Linked DNA regions of Pan troglodytes: region 1 is linked to region 2. The links are chromatin contacts, called in public Hi-C maps. All regions are on one chromosome and are shown on one strand. Each heading gives the region's core, a stretch centred on a gene start, on an enhancer-like site or on the middle of the called end of the contact. The rest is flanking DNA. Distances are from core to core; before and after follow the strand shown.

Region 1 (5,703 bases), core at 603-3,102, 280 kb after region 2:
TATCATGAGCACCCCAAGCATGGCTTGTTATATGCAGGCATTCAATCAGTATCTGTGGAATGAACACATGGATGCACGGTAAGTCCCAGCTGAGGGCCTGACTTAATAAAGGAGCGCAACAAAAGCGGCCATTATCTCTCACCTACCGGCCCAGCCTCTTTCCTTGTCCTCTCTTGCCTTACCCAGTCCTTCAGATGGCACATCCCATCTTTCAATAGGGGATTGCTGGGGATTTGCCTTCCTAGGCTCAGAGCATTCGGGTTTGGGCCAGTTTCCAGGAGAGGAGACCGGAGGTCCTCCGAGCAGCCAGGAGGGGGCAGCAGTCACGTCGCGATGGTTCCAGCCGGGGAAGGGTGCCCTCGCTGAGGAGATTGCGGCGGACCCGGAAGTGCTTGGCCACAGTCGCAGCCCCGGCGCCCCGGAGCGGGAAAAAGGCTGGGTGCCGCCGTCCCTCAGCTGCGCAACCCTAGGAACTCTCGGGTAGGTGGGTTCCGTGTAACGGTCAGTGTTTCCGGGGCTCCTTTTCCTCTGCTGCCTCCCGCAGACCCAAGGCTGAGTGAGGGGCGGCGGCGGAAGTGGGAGGCCCACCCAAAAAGCCAAATGGGGGGCCAGAAGAGTGAAGGCGCACCCTGGGGTCACCCTACCCTACCCTGTCCCCTCCCAGCCCCACTCTGCGGGCGGGCGCTGCCCTTTTGGGCGTCGCAGACCCTCCAACCCCGGCGGCGGCCTTAAGATTCCCGGGCTGGGATCCCTGCTGCAGAGGGGGTAACGGTGTCTGGCTTGCCAAGCAACATTTGTCGTGGTCTAGCATGGAAGAAATAAAGTCGGGCAATATGAAATTTTTTTTTTCTCAAATTTGCCGGATGGCTGTGGTGTTTCTGACTCTTAGTTTTCTCATTGTGAAAAAGGAATGATTATCTTCTTCGATCCTCTCAAGAGTTTCCTTGTTTTGTGTAGATTGATAGCTCTTTAAAGGATGCTAAGCTCAGCTAATGGAAGAAGAGTCTAGTTTCTTTGAGGCTTTGATTTTGGCTAAACTATAGAGCTCATACCTTTCTGTATGGTGCAGCTTACTATTGTCTTTGGATTGGTAACTTAAAAAATACAAATAACATGCCTTTGAGAACCAATAAAAACTATGGATATTATCCCTATAAATTTACACAAATCCAGATATAAGCGTGCAATGTGATATACCTAAGGGATATGTGAACCACTGAGTTAAGAACTGCTTTAGAGGGAGATACAATGTGAGACACAGGCTTTGGGATAAGACTTTGGTTTGAATCTTGGCTCTGCTCTGTTACCTTAGGGCAAAGTTACTTAAGCATCTTGAATCTCAGCTTTTTTACCAAAGCAGGACTAATACTAACTTACAAGGTTGTGAGGATTAAGTGAAAGAAGATACATAAGGCACTTAGCACATAGTAGGTACTCAATAAGCGATAGCTAACAGATGTCTATTATTATTCAAGGAATTATAATTTTCAAATCTGAAATGCAGTTTTAATGTCCCATAAGGTGACTACCACATACATTTTTCTCAGACTTTTAGTAAACTGAGTTGATTTGACTTTAACTCAGTGCTACTCTTGACCTTTCACAACTTTCGTAGGTTCACAGTCTCTCTTTTTCTAGGAACTTGGCTGTGTTGTCCTGCCTCAGAGACAAATTCATCTATTGTAGGCCTAGCCTGGGTTGCTGCCTTTGAAAACAAGGAAAGGTTGGTAGAACATCAACACAGCATGGAATTTCCAGGGAGGTCTCATTTCAAAACTTCATAAAGAACAAGAACCACCTGGACTTCTGTGAGGGCGATGATTAAACTGGCCTGAGTTTGAATGAAAGGATAATGTGTGCTCAACCTGTAACTAACACCAAGGAGGTCAAGTGGCAGAAGGTCTTGTATGAGCGACAGCCCTTTCCTGATAACTATGTGGACCGGCGATTCCTGGAAGAGCTCCGGAAAAACATCCATGCTCGGAAATACCAATATTGGGCTGTGGTATTTGAGTCCAGTGTGGTGATCCAGCAGCTGTGCAGTGTTTGTGTTTTTGTGGTTATCTGGTGGTATATGGATGAGGGTCTTCTGGCCCCCCATTGGCTTTTAGGGACTGGCCTGGCTTCTTCACTGATTGGGTATGTTTTGTTTGATCTCATTGATGGAGGTGAAGGGCGGAAGAAGAGTGGGCAGACCCGGTGGGCTGACCTGAAGAGTGCCCTAGTCTTCATTACTTTCACTTATGGGTTTTCACCAGTGCTGAAGACCCTTACAGAGTCTGTCAGCACTGACACCATCTATGCCATGTCAGTCTTCATGCTGTTAGGCCATCTCATCTTTTTTGACTATGGTGCCAATGCTGCCATTGTATCCAGCACACTATCCTTGAACATGGCCATCTTTGCTTCTGTATGCTTGGCATCACGTCTTCCCCGGTCCCTGCATGCCTTCATCATGGTGACGTTTGCCATTCAGATTTTTGCCCTGTGGCCCATGTTGCAGAAGAAACTAAAGGCATGTACTCCTCGGAGCTATGTGGGGGTCACACTGCTTTTTGCGTTTTCAGCCTTGGGAGGCCTACTGTCCATTAGTGCTGTGGGAGCCATACTCTTTGCCCTTCTGCTGATGTCTATCTCATGTCTGTGTCCATTCTACCTCATTCGCTTGCAGCTTTTTAAAGAAAACATTCATGGGCCTTGGGATGAAGCTGAAATCAAGGAAGACTTGTCCAGGTTCCTCAGTTAAATTAGGACATCCATTACGTTATTAAGGCAAGCTGATAGATTAGCCTCCTAACTAGTATAGAACTTAAAGACAGAGTTCCATTCTGGAAGCAGCATGTCATTGTGGTAAGAGAACAGAGATCAAAACAAGAAAAAAATGAACCAAAGGCTTGGGTGGTGAGGGTGCTTATCCTTTCTGTTATTGTGTAGATGAAAAAACTTTCTGGGGACCTCTTGAATTACATGCTGTAACATATGAAGTGATGTGGTTTCTATTAAAAAAATAACACATTCATCAAGTTGTCTCATGATTTTTCCATAAACAGGAGGCAGACAGAGGGGCATGAAGAGTGAAGTAAGTGTGTGTGTGTGTGTGTGTGTGTGTGTGTGTAAAGTCACTTCTTTCTACCCCTTTCAATGTGCTAATGCTCTTTATCTAGGGCTCAAATCTTAGAACACAGGGTGCTATGTTCAGTTTTGTTGCCCAAGATCACAGAATTGGTTACTTAACCTTGACTCAGAGTTTCTACCTTGTTCTTAGGGAAGCATATCACAACTAATTGCAAAGCAGAGTGTGATGTGTCACAATAAGCAGAATGCTAGGGAGAATTCAGAAGCTGGAGATAAATTTCAGCTGGAATAATTAGGAAATATGAGAGGCGGTGACATTTAAGCTTAGTCTTGGAGGATAAGGGAGACTTAAATAGGCAAAAGATGGTTTTAGGGCATTGTGGTGAAGGCCTTTGGAAGCCAGGTCAGTAATGGAAGCGAGTGAAACTGGCATACTTTGTGTGACTGATGGCAACTGTGAACAACTATGGAGATGTCCAATGGAGACACCTGCTATTGTGCTGCATCTATTCACAGTTTGTGCCTAGCTTCAGACCTTTAGAATTCCAGATAGGATTCTAAAAGAAATCCCAATAACTGTGTATCTGATTTTTAATATGAAATCTGACTTGTAAATTAATCAGTCTAAAAACACATTTGCAGGCAACATAAGACTACTACTGTGCCCATCTGTCCTTAGCATGGGCACAATGATGGGACAATATTTGATGGCCGTTCAGGGTTATGGGGACTTTTGGGAGGGGATATTGGGAAAAAGTCAGAATGGGAGGTTGAGTAGCAATTTGAGGGCTATGAATTTGGGCTCTATACTGTAGGTAATGGGGAGCAATCCAGTTTGTCTAAGGTGGAAATAAATTATCAAATCTTGGGCCACAACTGTTCTATGTCTCAGTTTTCATGTGTAAAGTGGGAATAAAAGTATCTACCTCTAGAATTGTGGTAAATGGGATACATGCAAAGTGCTTTGAAGAATGCCTGATACGAAGCACTATGTATTAGCATCAGCACTATGTAATAGCTAGTACTAATGTATTAGATGTTGTTTAAGCTGACATGTAAGAAAACCTGAAGAGAGCAGAGACAAGGTGCCAAATGCAGCAGGCACCTCCCAAGATAGCTGGTTATTCCTGTGGTAATTCATTTGTGGCAAGTTTCTATACTGTCCTTTTATCACTAGGAATTAATTTCAAATCAGAAATTTTGTTAAGGGAGTCATATTCCAAAATATAATGTTTTTATTTCTTTGAACATAAATTTCTCAAGAATGTCTGGGACCTGACTTTGAACTAGTGTCTTCAGCTCTTGTCATGTCACATTCTTTTTCAGAGTTTTATTTGGACAGATGAATATTGTGTTTTGTGATAAAAAAAATTGGTGGTTTTCTGTAAGGTCAATTGGACTGCTTTCTGTATCCAAGGACACTGGCCAATGAGGAGAAAAGGGTTTCAGGGACTAACCTCTGAAGCCCAAAGCATCTGTCCACTGCCTGCTCCTGGTTTGGGCTTGTGCCTCAATAGAGGCATGCCTCATAATTATTCTATAGTCCACATCAGGAACAGGGCTAGGTGTTGGTGGTTGAAGATAGTAAAGAGTTCTATGAAATTGTAGTTTTTGTTTATATGTATTAATACATTTGTATTATTTGAAGGCATTTGTGATTGTTAATTTTAGGGAACTCAGGTAGCAAACGTGCATCTTGGTGACCAGAAAGTTTCTCAAACTTTCAAGAATAGTTTCTTGGTGGGATGACAATATGGCTGCACTATCATTTTCAGCTTTTCCCTGTCACACTGTATAGTATTTGGAGTCACTCAGTCCCTGATCTTACACAATTTGGTGGTTGTAGAAATTCATTGTGAAGGTGGTGGGAGACGGAGAGTTGCGGGATAGATGCAAGGATGAAGGGTGAGGCAGTAGACTTAATTTGGACAGAAAAGTGGTAGCTGTGGGGAGAAGGTTATTACAGCTAGAATGAACAGTATGTGCCAGAGTGCACAGGACCTGATGCATCCTGGCAGTGGAGAATAGCACAGGACAAATGGGCTGTAGTGAGGGACTGAAATCTGAGAGTGCTGAATACTTTGCATTATTGTATCCTGTAGTCAGTGGCAAGTTAAGGGGCTTTTGAAGAGAGATGTGATAAAACTAGATAGATAAATCATATATAAGTGTGTATATATAGACATGTACACACACACAAAGTGTGTATACCATTCACATATATATGCACCAATATCTGTCTATATACAGGCGTACCTTGGAGATACTGAGGTTCGGTTCCAGACCACTACAATAAAGCTAATATTACAATAAAACAAATCACATGAATTTTTTGGTTTTCCAGTGTGTATAAAATTTATGCTTACATTATAATAAAGTCTATAAAGTGTGCACTCTCATGTCTAAAAAATATGCATACCCTAATTTAAAAATGCTTTCTTGCTAAAAATGCGAACAATCATCTGAGCCTTCTGTGAATCAGAATCTTTTTGCTGATGAGGGTCTTGCCTTGATGTTGATGGCTGCTGACATAAGGGTGGTAGGTGCTGAAGGCTGAGGTGGCTGTGGCAATTTCATGAAATAAGACAATAATGAAGTTTGCTGCATCTATCAACTCTTCCTTTCAAG
Region 2 (5,158 bases), core at 1,940-4,439:
ATTTGTGTGCTGTGCATGTGGTCAAGCTCACTACCTCCTATAGAAATGGGGATGTAGAAGTTTTGAGAGGCTTGTTTCCCAGCACTGTGCCCTTGTGTCAGCAGGAATCATATTGGGGTTGTGCAGTTCACCCTACAGACCAGCAGGTGACACTTGCTGGTAAGAGCCAATTGAGTGCTATACACTGATGTCAGCAGAAGTTGTGATGGACCATGCAATTTGACCTCCTGGCCAGTAGGTGGTGCTTGCAGGCAAAAGGCAGTTGCAGTGATGGCAGTGGAATTTTTACTTGGACTTTATTGATGGGGGAATGTACCAGGGTGTTCCTGGTGAGGGGCAGAGTGTGGAGCTCTCAGGGGTTCTCTCCCATGCTCTGCTGCCAAGGTGGCTGAAGAGGGGAAAGTTGAGCAAGGCGGTGTTAGGTGAGCCCACAGTCAAGCTCCCCTGGCTGGATGCAAGCACCAAGCTTGGTGAGGTTCTATGGGTAGCTCTCAGGCCTCTGGGACAACCCTCCAGGGAGGGGCAGAGGTCCTTCGCCTGCACCACAGGGCACTCTCAGGGGAAGAGAGGCGCCCAGGGTCTTCAGAGCAGCAGGCAGCTGTCAGGCCCACTCACCTCCCACAACCCCAAGAGCAACAGGCCTAACCCATTAGGTTAGTTTCAACCCATCCATGCCAAGATCACCAAGCTATTCCATGTATGCTAGACCACGAGACACCCTGCAGCAGAAATCGCTACTATCAGGCCACACCCTTCCCACCAGCGTTGTGAAGAGAGGGGTGCCCAGCTCCTGCACCACCACATGAACCTGACACACTCTTCTCTGTGTTTTAACAGAGGAGATCCTCCACTGGAGATCAGGCCGTAGATCTTATCTCCATACTTCTGGGCGGTGTGCTTGAGGCCTAGAAAATTGGAACCAGGCCAACTTAATTACCCTCTGTCTCCTTGGGGTCTAGCACCAGCTATGATGGGGGAGTGAAGTGCTCCCAGGCTGCCACCAACAAACCACTCAGGCGGAGCAGTAAAGGCTATACTGTGGGTCTCCTCCCAGCTCCTCCTGGGAATGGCCAGGCAGTCTTAGGAGGGACCAGCAGGGATGGAGGCATGTGGTTCGGATGCATCTTGGTCCTGCGGCAATGGCATTGGGGCTTGTCTTGGGTGCATGAGTGCCTGACCTCCACTCTCTCCTGGCCTGGCAGACAACAGGAGCTGCAGCTTCTTAGGACAGGATGCAAAGCCTTGGAAGGTGGGCACCCAGAGTTGCATTTTGCTGCAGCTGTGAAAAAAAGACCTTTAGCATGCAGTTTTTCAAGCAGTCTCTTGGTGTGTTCTTTAGGCAGCTCCCCCTGCCAGTCTGTGGAGGTCATAGGAACTCTTGTAGCTAGGAGCTCAGAGGTCCACAGCAGGAATGAGGTGTCCCAGGGTTCCTTCACTCACTGCTTCCTTGGGTCTGACCTGGGTCTAGGGGTCAGTCCTGATGCCAAGCAGGCAGCCCTGTTTCCTCTTTCTTCAACCACGAGGTCTTCTTTTGCTTCTCTATTAAATTTCAGTGTTTTCTCTCAAAAGTTCTGTTCGAAGTGTGAAGGTTTACTCAATATTTTGGTTTTTCTCCATGGAAGAGGTACATCCCAGCCACATTTACTCAGCTATGTTTAATTCTTCCAGTTTTTACATAATTCTCAACAAATTGCAATGTCAGTGAGAACCTAATATAAACTACAAGTAAGCATTTAATCTACTTGTAGTTATAAGCCACTTTACTATTTAGTATACTTCTGCCGTTTTGACATTAGTAGTCAGATGACATGCAGAGGAGCTCCCAGAAATGAATTTTATTAACTGTGTAAATAAGCTGTGAACTAAAGAGAACCCTCAGAGAGTTACAGAGCTGAAGCACATCATGATGATCATCCGTTTCAAATGCTTCAATGTACAGACAGAAAACTGAAGGCTGAGAAGGAAAATTACTGGTTTGCTAAGCTTACATGAGACTTACACATTGAGGGAACCAGACCTTTAGAAATCAAGTCAAACAGAGAAGCAATTGTAACTGTTAACAGGTCATATTGAAATCTCAGGATAGCTTCAATTAAATTGATCGAGGCACTTAAAAAATCATGAGTCTTAATTTTTGGTTCTAAAGTCAAGTCACCAACAATATTTAATAAATGACTCTATTCATTATCATAAATATAAATCAGACAAAATCACCCAGAACTTAAACACTAAAATGATCAAAAGTAAGGTTTTGTGTTACCCATCTTCTTCCACTTTAACTTGTTATTGCATTTGTAATACATATTACAGCATGGGGAGGAGAGGTGTCTGATCTGTGCTTGACACAACTGGGGAATATACACACATATCTACTGATACAATTTTATACCAGCAGACATGTTCAGCTCTAAATTCAAAGCAAGGCTGGTGTACAGCTATCTTTCCTTAATTGTCATAAGGTATTCATATATGTGTACAGTGACGGCAAAAGAAGTTTTGTTCTGCAGACTATTTTTAAAAGGGTTTTAAAAAGTTTTTCTAAATAGTTAAAATATATTTTAAAAATATATGAGTCACATTTTTATGGAATCCAGGAAATATTTTCACTGAACTCTTCTTTGGGATATAGTTGAAAATCAGTAATATAGAGACCACTGGTTGTAAATGCAAACAGCTTGAGTGTCAGGTCTCTAGCCCTCTTCTCCTTAGGTCCACTCTAGTTTTCATACAGGTCCTGAGAACCTAGGCTTCTACTAGTAGCCATGCTAATTCCTTCCCAGAGGCAGTTTGAGGTGGCTTCAAGAGGAAGCAAGTCTTCTCTGCTTACCACCTGTGCTTGTAGATTCTCTAGATGAATTCAGACAAGACTGACTTTCAGAATGAATAAAACTAAGGCTATTAATCTGTGACCTCAGTGTACAGGAATTATCATCCCCATCATGAGGATGAGGCAGGTCATAGAAATTGAAGAGCTTGCCCCAGTCACCTACCAAATAAATGGCAAAGTAAAGCTATCTGAAGTGAGGTCTTCTCTGCTTACAACTTGTGTCCTATGTCCACTCCAGTTTTCATGCAGGCCCTGTGGACCTAGGCTCCTCCAAGTAGCTATGGGAATTCCTTCCCAGAGGCAGTTTGAGGTGGCTTCAAAAAGAGGAAGTTCTCTGCTTATAAGCTGTGCTTGTTTGCCAGCAAGCTTTGCTGCTAGGTGACCACAGCACCCCTACAATCTTACAGCATGAGACAACTGTACATTAGACATGACACAGATGGTGCTAGGGGAGAGCATGGGCTTAGGGGGTCAGGTAGATCTCGCTTCAGATAGCTTTGCTTTGCCATTTATTTGGCAGGTGACTGCGGTGAGCTTTTCAATTTCTCTGAGCTGCCTCATCCACATGATGAGGATAATAATTTCTGTATCCTGAGGTCACAGATTAATAGCCTGAGTTGTATTCATTCTGAAAGTAAGTCCTGTCTGAATTCATCTAGAGAATCTATCAAGTAGCCTCAAATACAAGGGAAAGAAGTTATTCAAAGGCAGAAAGTTATTCAAATACAAGGGAAGGAAGTTATTCAAAGGCAGAAAGAGTCCATGTGCCTGACTTTGGTCCAAGGGTAGAATTGGAGAGATAGAATAGTGTGCCTTCTTATCCGGTGACAGGGCTCCACATGTTATGCCAGAATCTTTGAGAGGAGGAGCTCTAATAAAGAGAATTAAAAAATAAATTGTTTCCCCAAAATATTTGCCATTACATCAAGAGTACAAAGGATTCTGATTTGAAACCCATGGAAGAAAACAAGGATGAAAGAGACTTGCACATCTTTTTCTTAATTGAAATATGCACAGTAAAGTAAAAACCTCACATAATTTCATCACATAAAAAGGACATAAATACTAAAAGAAGTTTCACTTTCATTCCCAGAATGCTTTGAGCCTACCCCACCCCTATTCATCTTAACCCCACCCCTCCCACTCCCAGAAAACTACAGTCATTTTGTTATATAACTTTAGAGACTTCTTTCTGTGATTATACACACACAAATACACAAATATTCTTTTTATTTTTTAATTTTTAAAATTTTTAGACATTTAGGGGGTACAAGCACAGATTTCTTACATGTATATATTGCTTAGTGGTGATGTCTGTGCTTTTAGTGTACCCATGACCTGAATAGTGAACATTGTACCCAATGGGTAATTTTTCAACTCTTACCATGTCCCTCCCACTCTCCCACATTTTGTTATCTCCAATGTCTATTTTTCCATTCTCTATGTCCATGACATACACATATATTGTTCTTAAATGAGACTGTGCTATGCATATTGGACTGAAATTGCTAAAAGCTTCTCATACTCATGCTTTCAGGTCACTATTTATGGGTCACCATACCAAAGCTCCTGGGAGCTTTCCCTGTTATTTCAGAGTCCTGAAAATGAATACTGCTATATATAAAAAAAACACTTTCTATAAGACTTCCTTAATCCTTTTCAAGAAGAGTAAAGTATCTCTTCAACTGTTTTCCTAAAACATGTGTGTTGCTTATATATTCACTGTATCCCTAATTACATTCTTTTAGTATAGGTGCCAGTTACTGGTAACAACAAAAAAATCAACCTCTGCCAGAATATTTAAAGAGGTTTATTCTGAGCCAATATGAGTGACTATGGCCTGGGGAAACTGTCTCAAGAGTTCCCGAGAAGGTGTGCCCAAGGCAGTTGGGTTAACGTTTGGGAGGGAGACAGAAATTGCATGTCAAAACATAAACGAATACATGGGAGTTGTACATTGAGTCTATTCAAAAAGGCAGGACATCTGGCAGTGAGAGCTTACAAGACACAGGTGAGTTTAGGGATTATTTAGTTGGCAATTGGTTGAAAGAGTTGAGCTTTGTCTCAAAACTTGGAGTCAGTAGAAAGGAATGCTTCAGTTAAGACAAGGGGGTCTGTTTTCTGTTACATGATGCCATACCAGAGTCTGGTTGCAAAAGTAAGCCACTATATACTGGGTCAAAAAAACTTGTTTAACATAATTTTATGTCTTGTAGATTTGACTCCCTGTGGGCCCTTAAAAAGAAATCTGAGAAAGTAAAAATGTCAGAGTTCAGTCCTTACCTGTTTTTTTCCACTAGACTGCAAAGTTCTTACTGAAAAAGGCCTTCC

The links. A called contact is a pair of places that touch in the nucleus more often than the background predicts.
Region 1: a Hi-C map of a lymphoblastoid cell line shows a contact between it and region 2, with 2.9 times the contacts expected there. The contact joins the promoter of LOC134806926 here to the enhancer-like site in region 2. A contact is called at or near these places in 6 of 7 Hi-C or Micro-C datasets (blood, induced pluripotent stem cells, a lymphoblastoid cell line and 2 more) and 1 of 1 datasets of contacts at active chromatin or transcription factors (stem cell-derived excitatory neurons).

What each region holds. Positions count from the first base shown.
Region 1 is chr1:76,654,524-76,660,226 of NHGRI_mPanTro3-v2.0_pri, forward strand. LOC134806926 (phosphatidylinositol glycan anchor biosynthesis class C) reads left to right here and starts at 1,853. Exons shown (of 1, transcript XM_063811516.1): 1 at 1,853-3,019. The coding sequence starts at 1,853. The coding sequence ends at 2,746. It overlaps PIGC (phosphatidylinositol glycan anchor biosynthesis class C), which reads left to right. Exons shown (of 4, transcript XM_001147637.6): 3 at 272-480; 4 at 1,639-3,019. The coding sequence ends at 1,711. All of the region lies in intron 1 of C1H1orf105 (chromosome 1 C1orf105 homolog), which reads right to left.
Region 2 is chr1:76,369,187-76,374,344 of NHGRI_mPanTro3-v2.0_pri, forward strand. No RefSeq gene overlaps it. Among named protein-coding and RNA genes, the nearest start is that of FASLG, 69 kb to the right of the region's middle. Within about 2 kb of position 3,190, at least 1 of the 24 cell types and tissues checked has an H3K27ac peak or open chromatin away from gene starts, as enhancers often do. A contact at or near this core is called in a lymphoblastoid cell line, where this site is marked.